Linked DNA regions of Mus musculus: region 2 is linked to region 1. Evidence: chromatin contacts called from public Hi-C data. All regions are on one chromosome and are shown on one strand. The core of a region is the stretch at or near the end of the contact, and the rest is flanking DNA. Distances in the headings are between cores, read along the strand shown.

What was found. Hi-C and Micro-C count contacts between places; a contact is called where the count stands out from the background.
Region 2: a Hi-C map of uterus shows a contact between it and region 1, with 4 times the contacts expected there. A contact is called at or near these places in 8 of 484 Hi-C or Micro-C datasets (cardiomyocytes, ganglionic eminence, nephron progenitors and 4 more), 1 of 130 datasets of targeted methods (embryonic stem cells) and 1 of 9 other capture datasets (embryonic stem cells).

Annotation. Positions count from the first base shown.
Region 1 is chr19:23,348,051-23,352,871 of GRCm38.p6, reverse strand. Mamdc2 (MAM domain containing 2) reads left to right here. Exons shown (of 14, transcript NM_174857.3): 9 at 2,008-2,273. Among named protein-coding and RNA genes, the nearest start is that of Gm41821, 51 kb to the right of the region's middle.
Region 2 is chr19:23,956,708-23,961,963 of GRCm38.p6, reverse strand. No RefSeq gene overlaps it. Among named protein-coding and RNA genes, the nearest start is that of Gm34076, 42 kb to the right of the region's middle.

The sequences.
Region 1 (4,821 bases), core at 67-2,566:
GTAGCATTCCAACAACATATTTTTATATGCACATGGGAGCCTTCACAGGAAAATAGAAAATGAAAACTAGAAATATACATAGGCCTGAAAGCTTATGTATCATTTTTAACAAAGAATGGTAAAGTTGTGGAAAGAAGCAAGACCAAGGAAAGGGAGAGAGAGTCAACTGTGAGGTGGTGACTGGGAAACCTATGGAGCAAACTAATGAAAAGCAAGGGCTTCATAGGAGGTTTGTTTGTACAGATCCATTTCAGCGTAGTCTCAGGCTCTACAACACCGGCATCCTGGACAGGATGTGGCCCAGGCTCATAGGAACTTTGATGGCCTGCTTTAGATAGAAAGTGAGTGGGCACAGAGCCCTTCCTGCCTCTACTGTCCTCCAGTGCCTTCAGCTCAAAATCATCAAGGTGCCAGAGCAGCATATTTGGGGTGATCTGTTCTGATGGCCTTCGGTGCTCTGAGAGAGAATAGTGGAAGGACATTTTAGCTAGGGATTTAAGAGTAGTCTCTACAATGGAAGCTACAGAGGACAAGCATCTATGAGGTCTCTCAGTGTAGAGACGGGTGGCCAGTCCAACTGGCAGTCTGCCCGTAGAGAGAGGAACGGTGTGGAAGATGGAGAGGATAGCAGACGGTGGATTTGAAAGAGCAGAGGAAGCACTGGGGGTTATTAGAAAGGCAGTAAGAAGCCACTGAAAGGCTGTAAGCAAGAAACAGAAAGATGATATTCAGGTTACAAAAAAAAAAAAAAAAAAAAAAAAGTCTGGCTGTCTTGTGGCCACCCATATTTGTCCATTGCATTCACAAAGTACCGCAGACTGGGGCTTACACAACAGCTGCTTTTCGTCATGTCATGAGGCTGGAAGGCTGGAATCCAGGGCCTGGTGAGGCTTTCCTGGGAGTCTGGCTTGCGGGCGTAGTCCTATCACTGTCCGCACATGCCCTGCCCGTGTGTGGGAGAGATCAAGCCCCCTGACTCTCCTTACACGGATGAGTTTGGGTTGTTTTGTTTTGTTTTTAATTCTTAAAGCAAACACTGACAGGCCATGAAGAGAACTCCCCGAGAACAGATGAGAAAAGAGAGAAACTGTCGTGTGCTGCCTGACTTCGCATACGTGGATCCGCTTTAGCTTGACCGTGTGGGTGTGATTGGTAGTAAGGGGACCGTTGCTGCTAGAAATTCCAATCTGTTTTTTAGAACTAAGAAACAAGGAAATTGAACCCAGCCGCAGCATCTGGGAGCATCAGCGCCCAACCGGTCAGAAACATGATTTTTCAGGGACGGGTTTAATATGTAGGTATACCAAAAGAACAGTGTGTTCTGCCCAGAACTCTCCCGTGGTGCCAGGCCAGCCTGCCTTCCCTCCTCCTGACTGGCCACTGCAGATAGAGCAGGGGAAGTGAACTCTTTGATTGACACTGACTATGACCCAGCAGGAGACATCCAGTAGTTCCAAGCTCATTCATTCTTTTTTGTGTGATTAAAAAAAAAAAAAAAGAGTATAGTTCCTACTTAATGACATGAATCTGAGTCTGTACACTATAAGATCTACACTGCTTTATGACAGCCACTTGAATTTCTAAGAGGTTTAATTTGCTATCCAGGTCTAAGGACATTGTATAGATTTTTTTTTTGTCACTTAAACCACAGACGTTAGAAAGCCTCTATTAAGGTTTAAAACCTATGGAAGTAGTCTTGAGGGAACACCCCATTGCCTTAACTGGTTTCCACCTGGCTGTATGAGCTCATTCTACATTGGTGTTGCACTAAGTCAGTGGTTCTCAGTCTCCCTGATACTGTGACCCTCTAATACAGCTCCTTATGTTGTAGGGACCCCCCCCAACCATAAAATTATTTCACTGCTACTTCATAACTGTAATTTGGCTACTCTTATGAATCATCATGTAAATGTCTGATATGCTGGATGTCTGGTATGTGACTCCCGAACGGGTTGGGATTCCCCCAGGTTGAGAACCACAGCACTAAGTGGTTTGTTTTCCTCACAGGGCACTACCTGCTGGCCAACACTAAGTTTACATCCCAGCCTGGCTACATCGGAAGACTTTATGGTCCCTCTCTCCCTGGAAACATGCAGTACTGTGTGCGCTTTCATTACGCCATCTTTGGGTTTTTGAAAATGAGTGACACCCTAGCCGTTTATATCTTTGAAGAAAACCATGTGGTTCAAGAGAAGATCTGGTCTGTGCTCGAGTCCCCGAGGGGTGTTTGGATGCAAGCGGAAATCAGTTTCAAGAAGCCTATGCCCACAAAGGTACAGTAGAACCTGCACTACCTGTGTCCATTTTAGTTGCTAGATGTGGGTAATGATTTCTGGTTAGCTGATGGTGTATTTATCCTTCTGTTCGGATCAACCTGCATTTGACACGTATCACCCACCCCCAGACAGGTGCATGTTAAGCCTTCAATCCCTTTGCATTTTCTGAATTATATCTACCTATTTCCCTCCCCTTCCCCCTCTCTTTCTCTCCTCATTCCCTCATCCTTCATCTACTCTCTCTCTCTTTCTCTCTCTTTCTCTCTCTCTCTCTCTCTCTCTCTCTCTCTCTCTCTCTCTCTCTCACACACACACACACACACACCAATGATTACATTTTAAAAACATGAGATTGATGTGCCAGAGTCATCATTGTGGCTGGAAGGTCAATACTTCAGGCCTTAGCAGAACACAGGATAAAGCCAGGCTGCTCACTAGAGGTATGGAGGCAGCTGACCCTGCTCAGAGACTGACACAGGGAGCTATCAGCAGCTGATTTTGCTAGCAATGAGAAGACAAAAACAGACCCTATAAATCAAGGAGAATACAGAGGAATGGCGGTAACCTCCCAGGCTTAACAACTCATAAACTCAGGGAAGTTTCACAGATGCAATAAATTCTGTGACCCACAAGATATGAAACCAGCGTGGAAAAAAAAAATCATTTTATTTCAGCCTGTCAGCCGACTAACAAATTTTTCTTGAATGTCCTCTCTGTGTAAGAAAGAGGCCCAAAGAAAGTAAACAAGGGGCCTTTCTTCTAAATGTACGTCATACAATGAGAGCTCAGGATCTAGCTTTGAATGAATGGGTAAGTAAGCTGACCATCCAGGAGTTACCGCAACTCCAAGTCACCCAAGAAAGGTTAAAACCATGGGAGAGCTTGCTGCCTGGACAATTCCAAGGAATCTTTCTTTGTAGAATGTCTCTTGACACGTGCAGTGTTCTGGTACTTCCTCTTTGAACTATCAGCACTGGAGAAGCCCAGGCCTCTCTATTCCTCTTAAATATCTCAAAGAATTAAGTTGTTTTTCCATTACCAATCACTTAACTTTAACAAACAATTATCACAACAAACACACATACACACACACATCCCAGTTTTACATAATCAGGGTGTATCAGAAAGTAGAATTTTTATTATGCTTTAAGTTCAATTTGGATGCTTTTTAAAAGGAAATATTTGTAAGCATTTTTTAACTTATTTAGATTACATGTCTTTATTCATTCACCCATGTGTCTGTTCCTTTTTTCAGCCATCATTTATTCTGTATATGTTTGATGCAAGGGATATAAAAGATAAACAAGTCTCAGATCCTACTCATGAGTCTGAGGTCACAAGAGATAGCAGGTTGAGATACCTAAGGTTGTGGCAATACATTCAGTAAATGTCACTATCCCAAAGGATTCCTCAGAAAGTTACAAATGTGGTTCCACTGATTGTTACTGAAAATAATGTCATCTAGACTTGGCAGTGCTAATGTTTGGAAGGTCAAGGTTCAAGCCACAGTGCCTTCTAACCCCTGTTCCTCCTCTCCTCCGTAACCTCTACTGCCAAGCTGAGCTGTTCAGGAATCTGCTCCATCCTTTAGAGTGAGTCTCTGCTCTTACCTGACTCCCATGAAGCTAGAACAAGCCTCCCAGCAGATAAGGGTGTCCCAGAGCTTCTGCCCTTTTCTTCTTTGGAAGCTGAGCACCAAGAAGCCCAACTACTGTGCAAGTTCCTCAGCCAGTGAAGGGAAAATTGGAGCCAGACCCAGTCAGGATAGAGGAATTAGGATAGAGCACCTAGAAGGAACTAGGCATGCATTTAGATGGAAGTTCAACGTGGAAACCCCCAGGTTCTAGAAGATTCCTGCTGGGAAGAACTAGCTCCTCAAACTGGGAGAGAAGCATTCATAACTCATGAGAGAGGGTGCGGCGGGTAGGCGGGAATTGAAGCTGGCTTCTTACTGTATATACACATGTGGATCGACGTGTTCGTATGTTATGTTTTCGTGAAAGCTACTTAAGACAAGGAATACAATGAAGAGCCAGTGCCCTCTACTCCTGAACACAAACTCTAACTCTGCTTCTGTTTTTTCCTGAGGGGTTTCCTTCCAGATTTTCTGTGTTTTCCTTTGTTAACCTTAACTGTGTCTGCTGATTCTCTGCTACAAAAAAAAATTAAGAACAACTCCTTTTCCTAGTTTTTAGGTGTATTTATTTGTGTTCTTGTAACTTATAGCTTTACTATACCTCAATGTCAAAATTTAGATACTGTTTATTTATACCTACTTTATAAGATGAATAAATCCTCACTCTTATAATTTCCCTTTGCTTTCTTTGCCCATCTCAAATATACAGTTATTTTCGCATTGTTATGGCCTAAACAAACACTTATATTCCTACTAAGCCCTCTGTGCTTGACCTTGAACAAATATCCCAGCAGGGGCCCTGTTGACATTGTAAGGCAGATAATTCTGCCTTTGAATAGAACCAACCCTCAGATTATTAGATTTTAAACTTCTATGGTTATTGCAACAACCAAAATTATTTGTACATTT
Region 2 (5,256 bases), core at 659-3,158, 610 kb before region 1:
TGGGAAGCCCTCCAAGGGTCTGTGTTCCAGCTTGATAACTTTCTTTCGCTGCTTGATTTACCTTTTCATGAAAGTATCTCGAAAGGCAAAACAATCGAAGGGGGAGGGGCTTTCTTCCTTGCCACGCCCTCACCTGCTTTGGAAGGATAAACCAAAGGATCATCAGATGACTAGAGAATTGAGGACAATAAAAACACTGCGTGCTTGCCTTCATCTGGAGTACTGTAGCATTTTGCTGTCTGCCACCAGGTGGCGGCAGAGTACCACAGTTTGACCCAACGACCCAGGGTGGGGATGCGGGGGAGACATAACAGGACCCAGTGACAGGGAAATGCCTGATCTACCCGAAGCTCCTGCTGTCACTCATAACACATTTTTTTTTAAGTGAGAAATGAAATAGAAAACAGGTTTCATCCTATGCCTTCCTAGGTGGACCCCATGATCTAACTGTTCCAGGCCCTCTGTGCTTTTCACGGCAGAAAACACCCTGGTCCCATCTCCCGACTCACTTCTTCAAATTTACCTGCATTTGGGAGCTCCCAGATAGAGACTTTACCTTATCAGTTTTGTTAATTTAGACAATTGCCAAAGTTGTCCATCAGGCCCTGATGTGTGTAAGTCTATGGTGTAAATTGCTGAGAGTCCTTAGCGATGTGGGCATGCTACTGCACACACACACACACACACACACACACACACACACACACACACACACCAGGGGCTGGGACCCACCCGATGCGGAGTGCAGGAGGCATTGTGTCCTGATGATGCTGTACCTTTGTTACCAGCGATTTGCTTTGATTGTGTGTGTGTGTGTGTGTGTGTGTGTGTGTGTGTGTGTGTGTATGTCAGAGGTCAGAGATTGATAGTCACTCATAGGCTGTACTGGCTGGACATCGGGTCCCTCAGGAGCCTGTTGTGTCTCCTTACTGCTCTGCTGGGTTTACAGGCCTGCCCTGCCATACTGTCACCCTGGGGCTTTTAATGGGCCCTGAGGATAGGACCCAGGTGCTCAGGCCTGCAATGCAAGTCCTTTATTAGATGAGCCATCTCTCGTGTTCATGAATCAATTTTTAGTAATAATTGTATCCAACATTGTTTCCTGCAGGGGATTCAGAGCTGGGTGCCACACACCATGGGCTTGGGCTGTCCCCACGGGAGATTACACACCCAACCCTCTGGTGAAGCCACCAGGACACAGTAAAGGGCTGTGGTCATTTTTTTAAAGACCAGTGTCCCTCTGGAGTCAGTGAGGTGGTGACATTCCACAGCTCTTTTCCTTCCGTGTTCTCTTCACTAGGAACCAGGGCTAGCTTGGGGGCATGGGAAGGAAGCTGCCTCTCTCGCTGACTGGGAGATGAATGTATTCCCTTCAGCTTCTCTGGTGGAATGGTCTGTACAATTCTCCTAGGGACTCAGACCTGCAGGCAGCTGCATTCAGTCTGGGCCCTTTTAATTAGCAGTTCAGCGTCCTTGGCCCACTGCCCTCTGGAGGATCCAAGCCTGTTTCCTTAACAACAACAACAACAATGGGAGGAGGAGGAGGAGGAGGAGGAGGAGGAGGAGGAGGAGGAGGAGGTTGCTGTGGCTGCTGTGGGGTCCCAGGTCTGTCAGATGGGAAAGGGTGGAGTGTGTGACCAGTGAGGGGCTCATCTTTGCAGAAGCAGGCGTTGTTCTTTCCAGCTTCAGGTTCTTGGAAGCAGACTTCGTGTGGGGAAGGTCCTGTATCTGCTGATGCCCTATAGCACGGACCAAATTCCTTTTACAAATGTTAGGAGCTGGGCAATGGTAGACGGTATGGAAGGATGCCAGGTCAAAGCTATTTAGCGGGTATCAAGGAGCATAGCGTGCTTGGGCTGGCTGCCTCTGGCTTCTTCTATTCCCTCCTGTGCCTGGGTTCCTCTGGCGGGTGTGTGGGAGTGAGGCACTCCCTATGGCTCAGCCAAGTGCCCCTGTACTGGCCAGGAAGAGACCTGTGTGAGGTGTGACCTCTGGCCCCAGCAGGGCTGGCTGCCCGAAAGAAAAGCTGAGGCCATGAGGAGAGAGTGGCATGGAGCTAACCACTGTGCCCACCCCTTCTGTGGTAGGAAACTGCAGGAGGGGTTTGCTGTAGTACACCTGGCCCGACACTCAGCAGCTGAGGGGTGTGTGTGTGTGTGTGTGTGTACACATGTGTGCATGCTGATGGCCATGCAGCCTGTCAGCCAGCCACAGTGGGCATGCACTGCCATTCTCCTGACATTACACAGCCCTGATTCTGATTAGCTTCCCAAATCTCATTTGCTCTTCTGTGCCCAATCTGAACTTGGGAGTCACAAGGGGAGAATTCTAGGAAACAATAGTCTAAATTTTAAGTCGACTCGGGGAATTCTACTGCATTCTTTTTATGCTGCCGTGTGTGTGTGTGTGTGTGTGTGTGTGTGTGTGTGTGTGTGTGTGTGTGTGTGAGTTACTCAATTACTCACCAGGCTGTTCCAGGGCTTATGTCTTTGGATTGTATGGTCTCCACTAAATGACTTGACAGACTCCTGGGTAGTCTATAAGCAGGGTCACTGTACTGCAACCAGCCTGACACTAGGGCTCCAGGATCTGAGCCTGCTCTTAGCCTCTGGGTTTGCCGAGTGGAGTCCCAGCCCTGACTCTGCCTGCAGTTGTAGTGTCCTCATCTGGAATGATCCTGTGGGTAGGGGAGGTCTATAAAACTCCTGACTCCTGCAGCTGCCCACCGGGAATCAGGAGCAGTTGTGACTTTTCTCTCCTTATTCCACCAGAGGGAGTCATATCTAGTGTTTGGTTTCTGAAGCCTGGGGTTTCCTTGAGAGAAAGCAAAGGAGGTGCTGGGGAGAGTTGAACACACACGCTGAAGCAATTAGCAATTAGAGATGTGTGCTTACAGTTCCTAGGTCACCTCCATCTGCCAAAGCCACCCTTTGCCTGCCAAGCTCACTGCGGTCACCGGAGTCAAGCGCTGTAGGGAGAGGCTGGCTTCCTGGCCCTCGTGTGTGCTACTCTGTCAATGTGGGACACCAAGAGTCCCCTCTCCAGTCTCAGAAAGGCCCTTTCTAACGAATCTCCATAAAATAACAACCACCAAATTTACTCCATGCTAAATGAAGAGGTTTTAAGTTGTGGTAGAAGATATGGAAACATAAAATGTTTACCACTTTAACCACTGGAAATTTAAAGTTGAGTGAAATACATTAAACATAATTTGCATTGCTGCATGTTGAACTTCATTCAGGACCTCCCATGGGCAAGATCAGTCTGCCGCTGAGCTGACTACCTGGCCCGAGCTGCTGTGTGTGCGTGTGCTTGTATGTGTTCCAGTGTTAAATGTATGGGTGGGCATGCACACATGGAGACGTGTGGAGGCCAGGGGTCGTATCAGCAAGTGTTCCCCTCAATTACTCTGCAGCTTATTTTTTGAGACAGGGCTCCTCAATGACCCTAGAGCTCATAGATTCAGCTAGACTGCTAGCCAACAAGCCCGAGGGATCCTCTCTCTTCACATCCCCAATGCTGGAAATAGACTTTTTACCTAGTGCCAGGGACAGAACCCAGGTCCATTATGCTTATGTGGCAAGCACCTTATTGGCTAAGTCTTCTCCCTCAGCCACCTTAGTTGTTTTTAAGTGAGAGGTTTAGTAACCAATGTAAAATACACAATTAACCCTCAGGGCTCACACAGTCTGCAGAGTCTTTAAAGAAGGGATCACTTCGTATCAGGGGACCGAAACCCTAGGAGTGCATTTGCATTCAACATTGGAGGAAGGTTATGTTTTCTGCGTGCCTTAACGTCTTGTTCATTAACAAAATTAACCAACCACTTTGCTTCCTATAGGTGATGTGTTTATAAAAAAAAGATAAAGAGAAGGGGGATTTGTTCTATGGGGGGGTGGTGGTGAGGTATGGGGCAAGCAGGGTGTCTCAACGGGCTCATGCCAAGGCATCCCTTCCCCCTGGGGGACCAGTCACAGGACAGTAGAGTATAGTATAGAATAGAGTTTATTCAGGGCGTGGGAAGGAGAGTTAAGAGGGCAGCAGAGGCAGAGAGCAAGAGTAGAGGAGTAGAGGGCCCCCATGAGCACGTGGAGAGAGGGGGGAGGGGGAGGGGACAGAGGAGGGAGCAAGAAGGCAAGAGACAAAGAGGGCAAGAGACCAAGAGAGGGAGGAGTGGGGCAAGCAGCCCCTTTGATAGTGGGTCAGGCCCACTTGACTGTTGCCAGGTAACTGTGGGGAGGCGCATACCTGGCTATTGCCAGTTAACTGTGGGGTGGAGTTTAGACAGAATGCTAATAATAGGTCCTCCTGCGCTAACAGTTTTTTGACGTCCCTTTCAGCTGCAAACATTGTTAGTACTAGACACACAGGCCTCACAAGATGAACGCGCTCAATGAGGTCAAGTGACCGAAGAGCAGATAAAGTAGGACTTTTAGAAGAGTAAACCTGGACACTATGCCCCTCCTTAGATTTGGGAACAAAACACCCATGGAAGGAGTTACAGAGACGGAGTTTGGAGCTGAGATGAAAGGATGGACCATGTAGAGACTGCCATAGCCAGGGATCCACCCCATAATCAGCATCCAAACGCTGACACCATTGCATACACTAGCAAGATTTTATTGAAAGGACGCAGATGTAGCTGTCTCTTGTGAGACTATGCCGGGGCCCAGCAAACACAGAAGTGGATGCTCACAGTCAGCTAATGGATGGATCATAGGGCTCCCAATGGAGGAGCTAGAGAAAGTAGCCAAGGAGCTAAAGGGATCTGCAACCCTATAGGTGGAACAACATTATGAGCTAACCAGTACCCCGGAGCTCTTGACTCTAGCTGCATATATATCAAAAGATGGCCTAGTCGGCCATCACTGGAAAGAGAGGCCCATTGGACTTGCAAACTTTATATGCCCCAGTACAGGGGAATACCAGGGCCAAAAAGGGGGAGTGGGTGGGCAGGGGAGTGGGGGTGGGTGGATATGGGGGACTTTTGGTATAGCATTGGAAATGTAAATGAGTTAAATACCTAATAAAAAATGGAAAAAAAAAAAAAAAAAGAGTAAACCTAGCGATTCTGCAAGCCTCGCGGTGGCTTGGGGGCAGTGCTGGGTGAAGGGGTGGAGCTTCCCAGGGGCGGGACTTGATGCGGGGCGGGGCTTGCCCAACTAAAGCTAGCGGCTCAGAACAGGCTCATTCAGGTTCCCTCTGGTGAGCCTCCAGTTGTGGAGCCTTGTCTTTTGAGCAAATACAGAGATCAGG